3 separate regions of the Sus scrofa genome follow, and regions 1 and 2 are each linked to region 3. The links are chromatin contacts, called in public promoter capture Hi-C maps. All regions are on one chromosome and are shown on one strand. The core of a region is the stretch at or near the end of the contact, and the rest is flanking DNA. Distances in the headings are between cores, read along the strand shown. Region 1 holds the start of PRPF39 (pre-mRNA-processing factor 39). Region 2 holds the start of TOGARAM1 (crescerin-1). Region 3 holds the start of MIS18BP1 (mis18-binding protein 1).

Region 1 (4,835 bases), core at 219-2,718, 160 kb after region 3:
TTTTTGTAAAGCTTATTACAAGATATTGAATATAGTTCCCTGTGCTACAAGTAGGACTTTTTTTATATATAGTAGTTGTATCTTCTAATCTTTCTCCTGAAAAAAAAGCCATACTTTTTATCATTTGATTTATAAAATTATTTTCCTTATTCAACTATATGCAAGCAAGTAAAAATATTACCAAATATTCTGACACTAAAAAATCCTGCTTTTCAATTCTCACTTACAACATCTCACACCAACTACTAATTAGCCATCTTTGGTAACCCTTAATTATTCCAGAACTTGTCTTCTTTAGTACAACTCCTTTCATTCATTTTCTCTCTACCATAGGCTGAAGAGTGTAAAGTTCCAACTTTTTCAGCTTTAGAATGTGGTTATAAGGGGAGGGGGAGCGGGGTGGGACCTGGCTGTAGTTGCTAGTTTTCAATTCACTTAAGCTTCCAGAGCCCAAAACACTTAAGTTCAAACATGAGTTTCATATTTCCCTGCATGAAACTTCCTTTCTTAAACTTCAACCTTTACAAATGCAAAATAAATAAATAAATAAAATAAATAAATAAAGTATTTTTGATGAAGGATCAGTCGTCAACGTGACGCCCTCAAAGAGAAGGCAAATGAATATTAAACTAAAGATACATTAAGAGCTCTACTACCTATTAACTTAAAGTATTATTTATTAGCCTAAATATGTGATTTTTAGAGCAAGAAAAACACCAGTGTTGGCCTCTGACCGCAAATGATAAACATTTTTCTTCAAGGTTTGGTTTTTCTGCTTCTATCCTATTCCGCCAAAAGCTTTAGGTGATCTTGGGGTGCTGTGACTCAGGGTCCCAAAGTGTGGCTTTCGAAGGCGAAATGCGCCCTAGAGGTACCTAAAAGTTTTGTTAAGACAATCTGTTTCACATTCTCCTATTCCTCTGGACCCCCTCCACTTCCAGTCGTTCCAACCACACTGGTTTCCAGCTCCCGGGAAAGCATGGCCTTTAGACTTAGCTAGACTTAGCCCAAATCGCTCCCTAAATCAGGGTGGAGGCCCACATTTCCCCGCCCGTCGTCAGGTATCCGGCAGGGAAACGTACGGTTTAAGAAACCCCGCACTGCTCCACCCAACAGGTGGGAAGGAAAAGGGAATGGACAGCTGGGCCCCAAGGCCAAGCCAGGCCTCAAACAAGGCGGGAGAGGGAGGCCGCAACCCCAGTGCGGCCTGAAACATGGCAGGCCCATTCCTGCCCCGCGTATCACCTCCTCCGGCCAATTCCAAGGCGCCCGCCCCAGCTGACCTGACGATGGATGCCACTCAATGCCATGAGCCGCTGTCTGGGCCAACCGAGCCGAAGATGGCACTTCCACCGTCTCTGTCCCCACAGACACCGCAGCAGCAGCCGCCACCAGCGCCACAGCCGCTTCGTCTAGTGCGCGGCGCGCATGCGTCGGTGTCCCTGAAGGCAAACGAGTCACGTGGCTGCGCAGCGCGCAAGCCTCGCCTTCAGTGGATCCAAGGGGCGGGCGGCCGGCCGCGCCCCGACCCCGCCCCTCCACCGCGGAGGGCGGGGCTGCTGCTCAGACCTGGTTTTCCCAGCTCTATGTGGACTTCAGAGTAGAAAGAGGTTGTTTAGGGCCTTTCGCACCTCTGATCTTAAGCACAGAGAGCGCCCCGCCCCTCTAAAGAAAAATACTATTATTCTTTTTTGAGCGAACAACTGCCTGGGCTTCACCCCTCTACCTAAAAATGGACAGAAACTCAGCCTTAAACCCCAAATCTCAATGATGTATGGACTCTGTGTCCACTCAGGTTTCCTGAGAAAGGGAAACAATCGCGGAATTAGGGGCATGAGGAACTGATTATTAAAGGGATATGTAAAATTTTTCTCTGAGTGTATGAAGGCTGCATTATTTGGACCATCTTGGCACTCTCCAATTGTACTCCCACCCTCACTTAAAAATTTTTTTTTAATTTTTTTCCCCCAAATCTGGCCTCTCTCATTTTTCCGTTTCAAGGTTCTTGAGATCACCCAACACTTACCAGGCAATCTCTTCTTCAGGATTCAATAGTGTGACAATTGGGCTGCAATTTCCATCTCTGGAATCTGTCTGCTTTAAGAAATATTCCTCTGCAAATTGATAATTCCTGTCTACAACCCAGTTAATCATAAATCCCCTCAACATCACCATTGCTTCCAAAGATCAAAACCAGTCCTAGCGTTCATTTTAATCAAATTACCCTTTCCATTACCTCTTCCACTCTTCAAGTTCTGACAGTGAAGGCATGCTTTTTACTGGTATAACCAGTGACATTTAGATGAGTATTATTGGAAAGAGCAGTTAAGGGAGTGATATATTGGGAAGGCAGGCAGAATTTGCCACAAGCACTGTCATTCAATGACTGAGTGCCCCAGGCTTCACTCCTCTCCTGGTCCCTTTCAGTCTTTCCTGAAGTATTCTCAACTTCATCAGTGAAGAAGATTATCTCTGAGATCCCATCCCTCTAAGCATCATTTTCTGAAAATGCACCTGCTTATTCAACTTCACTCATTGTCAATTTATTGTTTCCCTTTATCTGGTTTTCTATATTTTAACCTTTTAAGCCAGTCTTTTGCTCTCACTCTCCTGCTTAAAAACTTTCACTGCTGTTTCCCCCAACACTTTTAAGAAAAACTTAAACATTTTAGCATTGAAAATACAGTCCTTTCATAATCACACCAGCCTTCTTGCTGGTTTCTGCCTTCCCATAACTTTATAAAAGCCATTGTTCCCTTTAAGTGTCTTTGTCCCTTTTGTGTGTCTAACCCTTCTTCAGTGTGCTTTTTCCTCTATCTACAGTAAAACACAGGTGGAAACTTTTTTAAACTTGGTTTAGCTTTAGTTCACTTTAAAAGAACTTGTATGTCACAATTATAAGCTTTGGGGGAAAAAATATTTATGCCAAATAGTAGTTTACAGTGTGGTGCTCTAAAATACAGTATTAGGGTTCCTGTTGTGGCTCAGCAGAAACGAACCTAACTAGTATCCATGAAGATTTGGGTTCTAACCCTGACCTTGCTCAGTGGGTTAAGGATCCAGCATTGCCTTGAGCTGTGGTGTAGGTTGCAGACACTGTTGGATCTGGTGTTGCTGCGGCTGTGGCTAGGCCAGCAGCTGAAGCTCCAGTTCAAACCCTATCCTGGTAACTTCCACATGCTGCATGTGGGGCCCTTAAAAGCAATAAATAAATAAATAAATAAAAATACAGTATTTAAAGTCAGATGAGGACTTCCCCTTGTGGCTCAGTGCTAATGAACCCTACTAGTAACCATGAGAACGCAGTTTCAATCCCTGGCCCTGATCAGTGGGTTAAAGGATCTGGCGTTGCTATGAGCTGTGTTGTATGTCATGGACATGGCTTGGATCCCACCTTGCTTTGGCTGTGGTGTAGGCTGGCAGTAGCTCTGATTCGACCCCTAGCCTGGGAACTTCCATATGGCATGGGTGTGGCCCCAAAAAGACAAAATAAAAGTCAGATGATCTCAAAACAAAAGGATGGTGCAGATGGGGGAAATTTATTAATGTAATGGATTTCTTCCGTTTGCTTCTCCAAGTCAACTGTCCAACCTACTGCATTCTTCAGAGACTGACCCTTGCTCTCTGGTTTCTTATTGGGTCTGGCCAATAGGGTCCTGGAAGAACAGACTAGAGAAATGAGGTCAGAGTATTTACTCCCCTATCTCCTACCATGCTGGCATTTTGGGCAGCCCTCTCCGTACAATTTTCTTCTTCTAGGTTCCAGGTTTCCCTAACCCATTGTAAATAGTCTCTTACTAACCACTTCTGAAATTACCCTGATGCTGGTATGCTATGTATTTCTTTCTGGGATTGTGACTGGTAAGAGAACAAAAGCTCCTTATGATATCCAGTGTTAATCACTTCATTCTGGGCTATTCAGTAAAAGTTCCTGTTTGATCTTTTCAGAATGTAATATTCAATGAAAAGATGCATAAGTACCGAGTGGTTCATTTAATTTACAGTACATATTTTCTCCAGGAAATGGAATGGGTTTTTTTTGCTTTTTTTTTTTTTTTTTTTTTTTTTTTTTTTTTGTCTTTTTGCCATTTCTTGGGCTGCTCTCACGGCATATGGAGGTTCCCAGGCTAGGGGTCGAATCCGAGCTGTAGCCGCCGGCCTACGCCAGAGACACAGCAACGCAGGATCCGAGCCGCGTCTGCAACCTACACCACAGCTCACGGCAACGCCGGATCCTTAACCCACTGAGCAAGGGCAGGGACCGAACCCACAACCTCATGGTTCCTAGTTGGATTCGTGTTAACCACTGCGCCACAACGGGAACTCCAGGAATGTTAATTTACATTGTAAATAAATCCATCACTAAATAAATTGATGGCTCTTGTATTAGTTCTAAACATTTAGACTTCTATATTTAGTATTCCTTCTTACTGGTTAAAACAAGTAAAAGAAAATTGTGGCTCTAGGAGTTTTAAATCCAAACTCAATATGGATCTGGTTCTTCCCTATTATTACCTGATCTTTGAGATTTTGTAGAAATGGTATTGCCTTAATTCAGTCTTCCTGAAAGTTATTTGGGTCGTTAAGATTGATCCAATTTCTGGATAATTTATTAAATTGTTAATTTGTTTAATGGTTTCCCAGCTATAAAAATGTCAAAGAAAGAGGGAGATTTGCATTTTGATTTCTAATTGCCCTCAATTTCCCTATTTCAAGCCTTTGTGTTCTCTTGACAGAGGGTTATGAAACTATATCTGCAATTGGTCATGACTTCCTATAGCAGGTCCTAGGGGATAAAAACAGAAATCCTTAGGCTTTTACTCTTGTTCTTGTTC
Region 2 (4,555 bases), core at 1,310-3,809, 250 kb after region 3:
GGAGTCTCATTCTTACATTACAGATATACTTTCATTTTAAGCATTTTCATAGTTACAATTCAAGGAAATTAGAAAAAATGCATACCTGGTCTATATCCTTAGAGTTGGAGGTCTGGTTTTCTCCTGTGACTCCAGGCTGCTCATTTTCCCACGGTAATTTATTTTTTCCTTTTCCCGCACTTAGTACCCTTCGGGTACAGATAGTTGGACTGTATGATCCATAAATTTGCATGCTATCCCTGGTGTGGTCACCACAGTGACAGTGTGCACTCTGTGTTCTGTTACCAGCCAAAAGCCAGTCTGTATCTGCTCCATGTGCCAAATGGTTTGATCTACCCTGGGCAGATGATGGCATGAGTATTGCATATTCCACAAACCCCTGTTCTGTTAATCTTGGGAGAGTTTTCCTAGCCAATCTGGCCTGTACAGCATTCATCACTCCATCTCCATTATCTTGCAGCTCAACAGTATCCACAGCTTTGAAAAGGATGCTGGTTTTACCTGAGCCCATTGATGATGCCAACACAGCAAAGGCTTCAAGGGCTGCTTGGCGTACCCTGCGTTTGCTATCTACAAGAGCTGGGGCAAGATCAAAAGACAGTTTGGATAAGTCAAAATCCTCACTGGGATAAGTTAGGAGGGAGCAGATGCAAATGTTCACCACCTCCTCTCTCACTCTAGAATGCTTGTGTTTGAGATGTTCCAGGAGTAAGCAAAGCACCTGTTGAGGACCTACTTCCTTCATCAGCTTGAGGAAGATTTTCATGTACTCTTGTTTGATCACCAACTTGTTGTCAGCCAGCACTTTGACAGAAGCTGCTATAACTGGTCCCAAGAACTGTTGTACCTGCTCTCCAAGGCGAATAACCAGTAAATGCAGGACTTGAAGTGTGCCATGAACCACTTTGAAGTTAGAATCGTCTAACAAATTATATAGCAAACTAACGAAACCGACAAGACTAGAATAAGGGGTGGAACTAGGGTTAAAGCGTCCCATCACCTGTTTTAGTTCCTCGACGGCCTGAGTCCGGTTCTTATAGTCTTCCTGATCTAACAATCTTGAATGCAGCTCCTGAGGAATAATCCCAAATTTAAGGTTACTGTTGGAAATAGTCACTGCACAGGGAAGGGGATCTTCAGGCAATCCAGAAGCTTCAAGTTCCAGATAATAAGGAACCTGACTTCCGAAATGTGTCTCCAGGCGGCGATTGTAGTGTCTCCTCAGGGCAGAAGGCAGGCGAGAGATATAGGATTGAAACCTCTCTTGGCCAAGACGCTCCCCAATTTGTTGAAGAGCAGAGAAAGCTGTCTCAGATTCTTCTTCTATTTCCTGACTGCCAAGCTTTCGTGCTAAGGATATTATCACCTCCGTAAGATCTAGGCCGAGCAACAAATCCTCAGGTGTAAGCAAGATAGGGAATAGCAGAGCTGTGGAAGCTCTAAGCCGGGAGTCGGTACTTTCCAGTCCTTGCTGTATCAGCGTTCTCAGCACCTGTCCGGAACTACGTTTCAGACATATGTGTAGGATCTGGAGCGCATCTTTCCGCAAGGCCGGATTCTCTTCTCGTAAGGAAACAACCAGTTGAGGCAGAAGTGCTAAGCTAAAGGCCTCTTCCAGCTGGCCTGCCTCCCCCTGACCCCGAAGAATGTCCAAGAGGAATTGCAAGCAGAGTCGCTTCTCATCACTACCTCCTTCCACCAGCACTCGGCCCAGGGCCCGATACAATGCTTCCTTCCGTCGGGGGAAGCCAAGTCGACAGCCTCGCCGCGGCAAAGCAGCCTGCAAAGCCTGGAAAGCCTCGGAAGGGTCCGGCGCGGTTCGGAGGAGTTGAAGAAGCCGAGTCTCCTCTTCGTCTCCCCCTGACAAACCACCTCCAGACCCAGACCAACTACTTGAGACTGCCTCCGCCGGCATCAAGAGGGCCGAGGCCAGAGGCGAAGGTGTCGGGGAGCAGGAGCCGTGGTCTCCGGCAGCTCCTCGGCAGTAGTTTTTCTCGCCTCTCATGGCGCCCCCACGTAGACTATCATCAGTCTCTGAGGCGGAAGGACGACTGCGGCTCTGAAGGCGAGAGGCACCGAGGGCTGGAAGGGGAGGCAGAGGGTGCAGCGCGGAGGGCGCAGCCGCCATGGAGGGTCGTCAAGTGGAGGCTGGAGGAAACCATCGTCTCCGAAGGGCTCGATGGAGCCCAGCCTTCTTGTTCCTCTCCAAGCCTCAAGCTGCAGAAGAGGAAAAGGAACAGCTTGACCAGCTGCCAAGCTTGACTCTGAGGCTGCCTTCAGCAAAATGGCCCCCGCCGGAGCGCCAGACCCCACAGCTGCCACCGGGCGTAACCAGGGGCACCACGTGACCAAACCGATCGCTTCCATGGTGATGTACCCAGAGCGGACGTCTTAACCCGGAAATTAACCTGCAGTGATGAATGCTGGGTTATGTAGTCTACGTCAGAAATTCGGATTAGGCTGACGTCTTCTGGAAAAGGAAGTGAGAGTGTTGCGAACGTAGCGAACGTAGTGAACGAGTGAACGTAGTGAACGTCTCTGTAGCAGGGAAGGCGAGGAAAGGAGACGGCAGTAAGCGGAAGTGACGCTCTCCTCGCTCCGGGCGGAAGTTCCCCGCCCCACCCGTAGGAATTGAGATTTGACTAGAGGCAAGTGAGGATCTTGCCCGGGCTCCAGTCGTCCACGGCTCCTCCTCCTGTTGCTGCGGGAGTGATTCTTGGGACTCAGGTATTTTCTTTTTGCTGTGCTTCTGCGGTGCAAAGTTTTGCTTGAGTGCTGCTGGTGGTGGAGTAAGATATAAGGAAATGAACGGTAGCAAGCAGGGGGAGAGACGACATCTTCCTGTGCAGGGCTAGTTACCGTTGTAGACGTGTTGCAGTCTACAGCCGTATGTGCGATCCTTTCCTCCTGCCGTCTACTTACCGGGACAGGAGATCTAAATCCGGGCCAAGTTCCGAGCTTACGTACTTTTTTTTCAAAACCTGGTGTTTTGGGCCCTTACTTTCCCTGCGGCCCCCCCCCCCCGCCCTGATTCCTACTTCGCTTACGCTCTGGTCTTGAAGGGTTAATGTTTTGGGTTTGTTTTTTGTCATTTTTCCTTATGCTCATAACTATAAGTTCTCTATTTCATAACCTACTTAGAGCTGAAGATAAATCTATTTTTTTTCTGTAGCTAACCTTGTCTCCTTTATACGTTCTCAAAGTCTAATGCAGTTCCTCTGTGGGGCTCACCCCTTCCCCCTCCCGCTCCCTCCGGCGCTTCAACCTCCCTGCGGGATCCTCCCGCGTCTCTGCAGCCTTTCAGTCTCCTGGAAACGGAGATTGCAAAGACAGTTTCAGTTGCGGTTGAAGTTCTTGGCATCATGGTCCTAAGAGAATTCTGCCCTGTAGATTTAGAGCTGGTAATAGACATTTCTTTGTTTTAGGCAAACAGTGAATTTGGTGAGCATTTTTTCCTTTTAAATAAAACTTAAGCGGACACCGTTGAGGAGCTAGAGTGCCTGATTTGAGGCTGAATTCTTTGTAGTGTGGTAGAATTTTTGGTTTTTGTTTTAGGGAATAATACAGTTGCTTTTGAATGACCCAATGAAAGAAGTCTGTTATTTAAAATCTTAAATTTATGCTTTTAAAATGCAAGTGTTCCTACCCTGTTCTGTAACACACGGGATGTCTCTTAAATACTTTATTCTTAGCGTGCCAAACTACTTTATATATTATGTTGCTGGATAATGAAAGTTCAAAAATAATTTCTGAGTGTTGTTTTAAAGCCAATTTGATTATTATGTTTTGGTTTTTTTTCTTTTGTGAGTAAATGTAAATGAGACTTATGCAAACATGCGTCCATATGTTTTGGTTTAAATTCTTGGTTGTTACTTTAATTTTAATTAGTCATTTTGATATTTAAATAAATTGCCTAAATTTGGTTTGACTAGATATTTCATTAGACCAAAAAATAAAACCAAATTTTTTCTTGTTTTTTTTTGTAAAGGGCAGGGCAGGGGCTGGGGAATGAAACCCGAGAGATGATTTTAGCAGTTGTCAATGAGAAGGAATGTCTAGTTATCATATTTCCAATGTAAGAAGTTCAAATTTATATTTTTACTCATGTATGCTCAGACTTCAGGAACTCAATTCAAACTAAAGTAAAAGAATGATGTGCACATCAGAATGTACACATTAGAATGTCAGTTTATGTTGGAATAGAAGATAACTCTTTCCAGTGATCAGAATTTTCAGGTTGAAAACCCAGTGCACTCTTTCCTGTATCCATGAACTTGGGAAGTTGTGTGGTAATCAAAGAACAAGGAAAAGGAACTTGGAAAGCCCTGAATAATGTTTCATCATCAAAATTATGGTAGAAGCTTAAGAATTACCACTTCTCTCTGTAAATAATACTTTTCAAGGGGCTTGGATACTTAAATCAACTAGTTATATACTTTTCCTTGGAACAAAACAAGATGAGTCTTAATTTTGACACTTTTTCTTGGGGCCCTGTAGATCACTATGTTATAGATTGCAATTTATTTTTATATTTGTTACCTTTCATTTCCTTGAT
Region 3 (4,672 bases), core at 180-2,679:
TGTCTCTATTATACAACAATCTTCTTGACAGTCTTTTCTACTGAAGAATCCTCCTCTTAAAAGCCTGTAAAACCTCCCTGTTGATTCCATTTTCAACCTTCCTCTAAGCCCAGAGAGGACAGTAGTATTTGCACAGTTATGCCTTACACTGGGAACACAGAGTGAAAGGAGACAAAAATCCTAATTCAGGGCTACATGTTACAAGTGTAGGATCTTGCAACTTTGGCATTACTGACATTTTAATCTTGATAATTCTTTAAGAATTATCAATAGCTGCCCTGTGCATTATAGGATGTTTAGCAGCATTTCTATCCTCTACTCAATAGCTACAAGGGCCATCCTTCTCAGTCCTGACATTCATATTTCCAGACATTGCCAAATGTCCTCTAGGGGTGCAAAATTATCCCTGGTTGAGAACCACTGGCCTTGATGAAAGAGTATCTTTTTTCTAATTCCCCCCAAAATGCTATATGGTCAAGTAGTGCCCCTACTGGAACTTACCATGGTGCTGGGAATATTCCTCCAAGCTCAGCAGACTCAGATCCCTTGGTAGCAACTCCCACACAACGATTAGAGGAATCGGCTCCTCCAATATCTGTCTTTTGGACCCTAAGTGGGTCTGTATACATTCCCAAGAGTTACAGACTTAGGACAGATTATTCCAGCTGCCTGACTGTGAATATAAGAAGCTCTCCATCCCCAGCAGATATAAACTTAAACGGTCCATCCGAGGCAGCATATCAATGTCCAACGGACAGATGAACATTGTCCCTTGGCCTGTATGCCTTCTCTCTGTACTTTTTTACCCACAAGCTGTTATCCAGGTTTCCTTAGAAAATTATTTGTCATTCTTATGTAAATTCCTGTTGCAGTTCACTCTGGAGCGCACTAGATCCTAGTTACTTCTCACACGAGAAACAGTTAATTTAAAAAATTAAACTGAGTACCTGCCCTTAATATTTCAAGGTTCCTATTTTGACTGAATGTTGTGAGTCATGTCTATCTCTATCATCAGGAATAGAAAACTTTCACATTTCCATTTCAGATGCTTTGAAATATGAATGCCTGTCTCTTTAAAACCCCTCTATCCCACAGAGTTTATTTCATAGATGTCATTAAACACATATTTTTAAGTCTGGCTTTTCCCACAGATCTGGTGCAAATCCATGTCCAGTCAATTTCCCATTATGCTGCAGAAATAGAAACTTCATTTATCTACATGGATTTTCTTAGGTGGGGAATCGTACATGACCTGCTATGCACCACCTAAACTCTAATCAGACTTAAAATCTAGAAGGCTGATCCCCTGGGGAACAATGAGCTGCCTTGGAGACCAGTTAAAGAGTCATTCATCAGACGATGTTCTTTTACAACTGCCCTCTACCCCCCACCCAAAACCATTACTTACATTCCTAAGGAAACTGCCTCCCCCTAACCCTTGAATACTGACCTAGCCCAAGAACAAACCTGTGCTGAAAATAGAAACTACCCCTTTTCCTACATCACTAACTGCTCCCTAAGCAGCGGAGAACCTGAGCTCTCTCCCGACTCCTGGCCAATCTGTTGGTCCATAAAACTGGCTTGAAGTCTCAGAGCTCCAGCCTACTGTCTCTTCTTTGATTTTTCCGCTCTGACAGATTTGCTTTCCTCGTTCTACCCCCCAACTGGTTTCTTTTTTTTCTTTACTTGCAATCATTTTATGCTTTAAATTTACATTTTGGATTCTGAATATTTGGTGAATACAGGATTTAGTGGATACAGACTTTAGAAGAAGGGCTCGCAACCATCTCTTTAAAAAATTAATTCATTACAGCCATTTCAGTCCAGTCTTATCGGACAGATGCGATACATGATTCTAGGATGCTGAGAACTTTTCTTGGATGAAGCAAAAAATAAACTCTCCTGTCCTAAATGCGTACTTGGTGAGGAGGGGGGCGGAGTTCATGGAAAGAAGGTGCAGGATTGGAGCCAGAAGGGATTTAGGGCTGAAAACACTAGTTACTCCTCTGGCTCCTTTTTCTCTGCCAAGACTGAAACAAGGGGCACTACACAATGCTTCCGGCCGGCAACTGCGGCTTGCTGGGGCGCTGAAGCGGGGGATACACAGTGCTCCGCCGTGGCTACGGCACAGCATCACTGGGTGTGGTCTGATACGGCTCGGTCTAACTGCAACTGTAAGGCAAACCAGGGTAGCCGAGATTAAGGCTTTAGGATTCAGTAAGTTTCTTAAAAACAAAGCAAAACAAAAGAAAATTTCCCGGGGGGAATAGCTCAAACTAAGTATCCCATTGCGAGTATAACTTTGCATTTAGTCCATTGTTTCAAGAACAAAACGCTCCTTCTCGGCCTCAAATACCTGACGGCCTGAGAAAACTAAAGGCTCTTAAACGGATTCGGCAAGCAGTTTTCTTTCAGACGGAAGGGAATGCACAACCAAATTCTATCAGCATTCACGCCAGTAGGGGAGGAAGGTAGCCGGGAAGGACCAAAATTAAAAACCCACAGAAGTGCCAGAGCGCGCAGACGACGTCTGACGTAGTCTTCCTGCCGCAGAGCATTTCGGGAGGAACGGCAGAATGCGGGGTTGGCTCCTTCTCTGAAGAGGAAATTAATTTCGAGGACAGCTAGAGGTGCGTGCCCGGTACCCGTGGCAACTTGGGGTTGCCTACGTTTTGTAGAAAGAGCACTGCCCTCGCGGAGCGGGGACCGCCCCACGTTTTCCTGCGTCCCAGAGAGACGCGTGGTGACGCAATTCCTGAGCGCGCCAATCCCTGGTGCCTGGAGGGCAGGCTCTTAAAATTTGAATTGCCAGATAGTTTTGGTGTTAGGGAACCTCAAGGAGGTGGTGAGCGTCACCTGGTGCTCGGCCGCTGCGGCCGACTTGGGCCAGAGGCAGAAGCCGTGGTGTTCCTGCCCGCCCTCTAAGCGAAGTCGAGCCCGGGCCGCCGCCGTCTCTACGGTGCCGGTCTCTTCACCCAAGGTACGGCCTCTTCGCCCCGCTTCTTTCGTCTCCTCTCTCCCGTCCCTTCTGGCACTGTGACTTCCAGCACTTCAGCGTAATGGTCCCACGCAGACTTTTTTTTTTTTTTTTTAATTTTCCCACTGTACAGCAAAGGGATCAAGTTGTTTTTGTACATTTTTGCCTTTGGCAGTGGTATCACAACTGCTCGTTCATTAGGTGTGATTTGTTGCGTTTCTGCTGTAGTTATTACGGAAGTAGACCACTTCCGTTCAGATTCGTTTCGATGGTGAGCGCTCTAAACTTTACTCTAAAATCACTTCTAGAAAAAAAAAAAGTTTCAGATAATTACCAAGTAGAAAAATTGTGTGCGTCACCGTCACTTCCTGATTCTTCACCTTGGAACCTAGGATTCACAAAGCTAAAGAAACAATTGATCCATCCAGCTTATGTTTTCTTTTGATTACATATTAGTTGCAAATACTTACAAATGTTAAATTAAAAAATATTTAGGAAATGGGAGCCCTCTTCATCCTACTTCTCAAAGATAAACTCTGTTTACAATTTGGTCTACTTCCAGTTTTTTTTTTTTCCCCTATGTCTATGTATTTCCCTCTTCCTTTATTTAGGTGTTTATTTATTTATTTATTTCAGAAATTCAGTTACACCTCCTGTTCCTTTTCCTTTTTTAACTTAGTATATCCTAGTTGTTTTCTATGTCAGTGTGTATGTATATTCTTTTAGTGGAATAGGTAGAATTCAGTTGTGTGGATGTAGCAGAATTTTGTCCCATCTTGGTAGACATCTAGATTGTTTCTAATTAGCCCAGTACTTCAGTGAACATTCTTTTATACTGCCTCTTTAAGAACTTGGGCTTTAAAATCGGATAGCTGGGGGTCCTGCTCATAATCATTGTCAGTGGGACTGTGGGCTGGTTATTTAATCACTCTATGCCTTAGTTTCCTAATTCTCAAAATGAGAATAACAACAGTACTTTACTCTTAAGCATTGCTGTAAGATTAAGTAGTGTCTAGCATATATGCAGTAAATGTTGACTATTATTACCACATGTATTTGCATTCTTGTATTGATGTTTCTATAAGAAAAAAATTAAAAGTGGAATTTCTTGAACAATGGCATGCACATCTATATTGTGGAATTAATCTTTACCAATCTGATAAGCATAAGTAGTTTCACTGTTTTAATTTATAAGCTCTTCATTAATTAGTAAAAATAAGTCTCATTTTCACTTATTCATTAGCCTTTTGTACTCTGTTAATTCCCTTTCATTTCCTTTAGCCATTTTCTCTTGATCATTTCTTTAAACTGATTCATTTGTTTTCTTTGCATATTGTATGTATCAGCCCTTTCTATGTCATATGCTGCATGTATTTTTACCCAAGTGTATCATTTGCCAATTAACTTAATATCATTTTTTTCCCAACTATGCAAGAATGCAAATACATATGGTTTTGTGTCATTGTGCCTTGGGACTTGTAACTCATTCCATTATAATTATTGTTAATATTACTACCCCAATAGTAAATTCCAAAGACTTTTCATGTCTTTTAGGAAGAAATGTAAAAGTTATATTCAGTATCATATCCACGATAATAGTTGTTTAGCCTTACTTCTGTATACCATAAATGCTCACAGTGAAATTTTATTGGAGTGTAGTTGACGTAGAAAGATGTGTTAGTTTCAGGTGTACTG

Evidence for each region. Promoter capture Hi-C pulls out the DNA fragments that hold promoters and counts their contacts.
Region 1: a promoter capture Hi-C map of liver shows a contact between it and region 3, with 3 times the contacts expected there. The contact joins the promoter of PRPF39 here to the promoter of MIS18BP1 in region 3. A contact is called at or near these places in 2 of 5 promoter capture datasets (fetal liver and liver), 2 of 47 Hi-C or Micro-C datasets (heart right ventricle and skeletal muscle) and 1 of 2 datasets of contacts at active chromatin or transcription factors (alveolar macrophages).
Region 2: a promoter capture Hi-C map of fetal liver shows a contact between it and region 3, with 4 times the contacts expected there. The contact joins the promoter of TOGARAM1 here to the promoter of MIS18BP1 in region 3. A contact is called at or near these places in 2 of 5 promoter capture datasets (fetal liver and liver), 10 of 47 Hi-C or Micro-C datasets (alveolar macrophages, blood, fetal heart ventricle and 4 more) and 2 of 2 datasets of contacts at active chromatin or transcription factors (alveolar macrophages and skeletal muscle).

The regions. Positions count from the first base shown.
Region 1 is chr1:175,281,852-175,286,686 of Sscrofa11.1, reverse strand. It overlaps PRPF39 (pre-mRNA-processing factor 39), which reads right to left and starts at 1,468. Exons shown (of 14, transcript XM_001927120.5): 1 at 1,284-1,468.
Region 2 is chr1:175,196,176-175,200,730 of Sscrofa11.1, reverse strand. It overlaps TOGARAM1 (crescerin-1), which reads right to left and starts at 2,559. Exons shown (of 22, transcript XR_002346627.1): 1 at 86-2,559. KLHL28 (kelch-like protein 28) reads left to right here and starts at 1,554. Exons shown (of 5, transcript XM_001926290.5): 1 at 1,554-2,727.
Region 3 is chr1:175,446,156-175,450,827 of Sscrofa11.1, reverse strand. It overlaps MIS18BP1 (mis18-binding protein 1), which reads left to right and starts at 1,429. Exons shown (of 14, transcript XM_021101228.1): 1 at 1,429-2,630.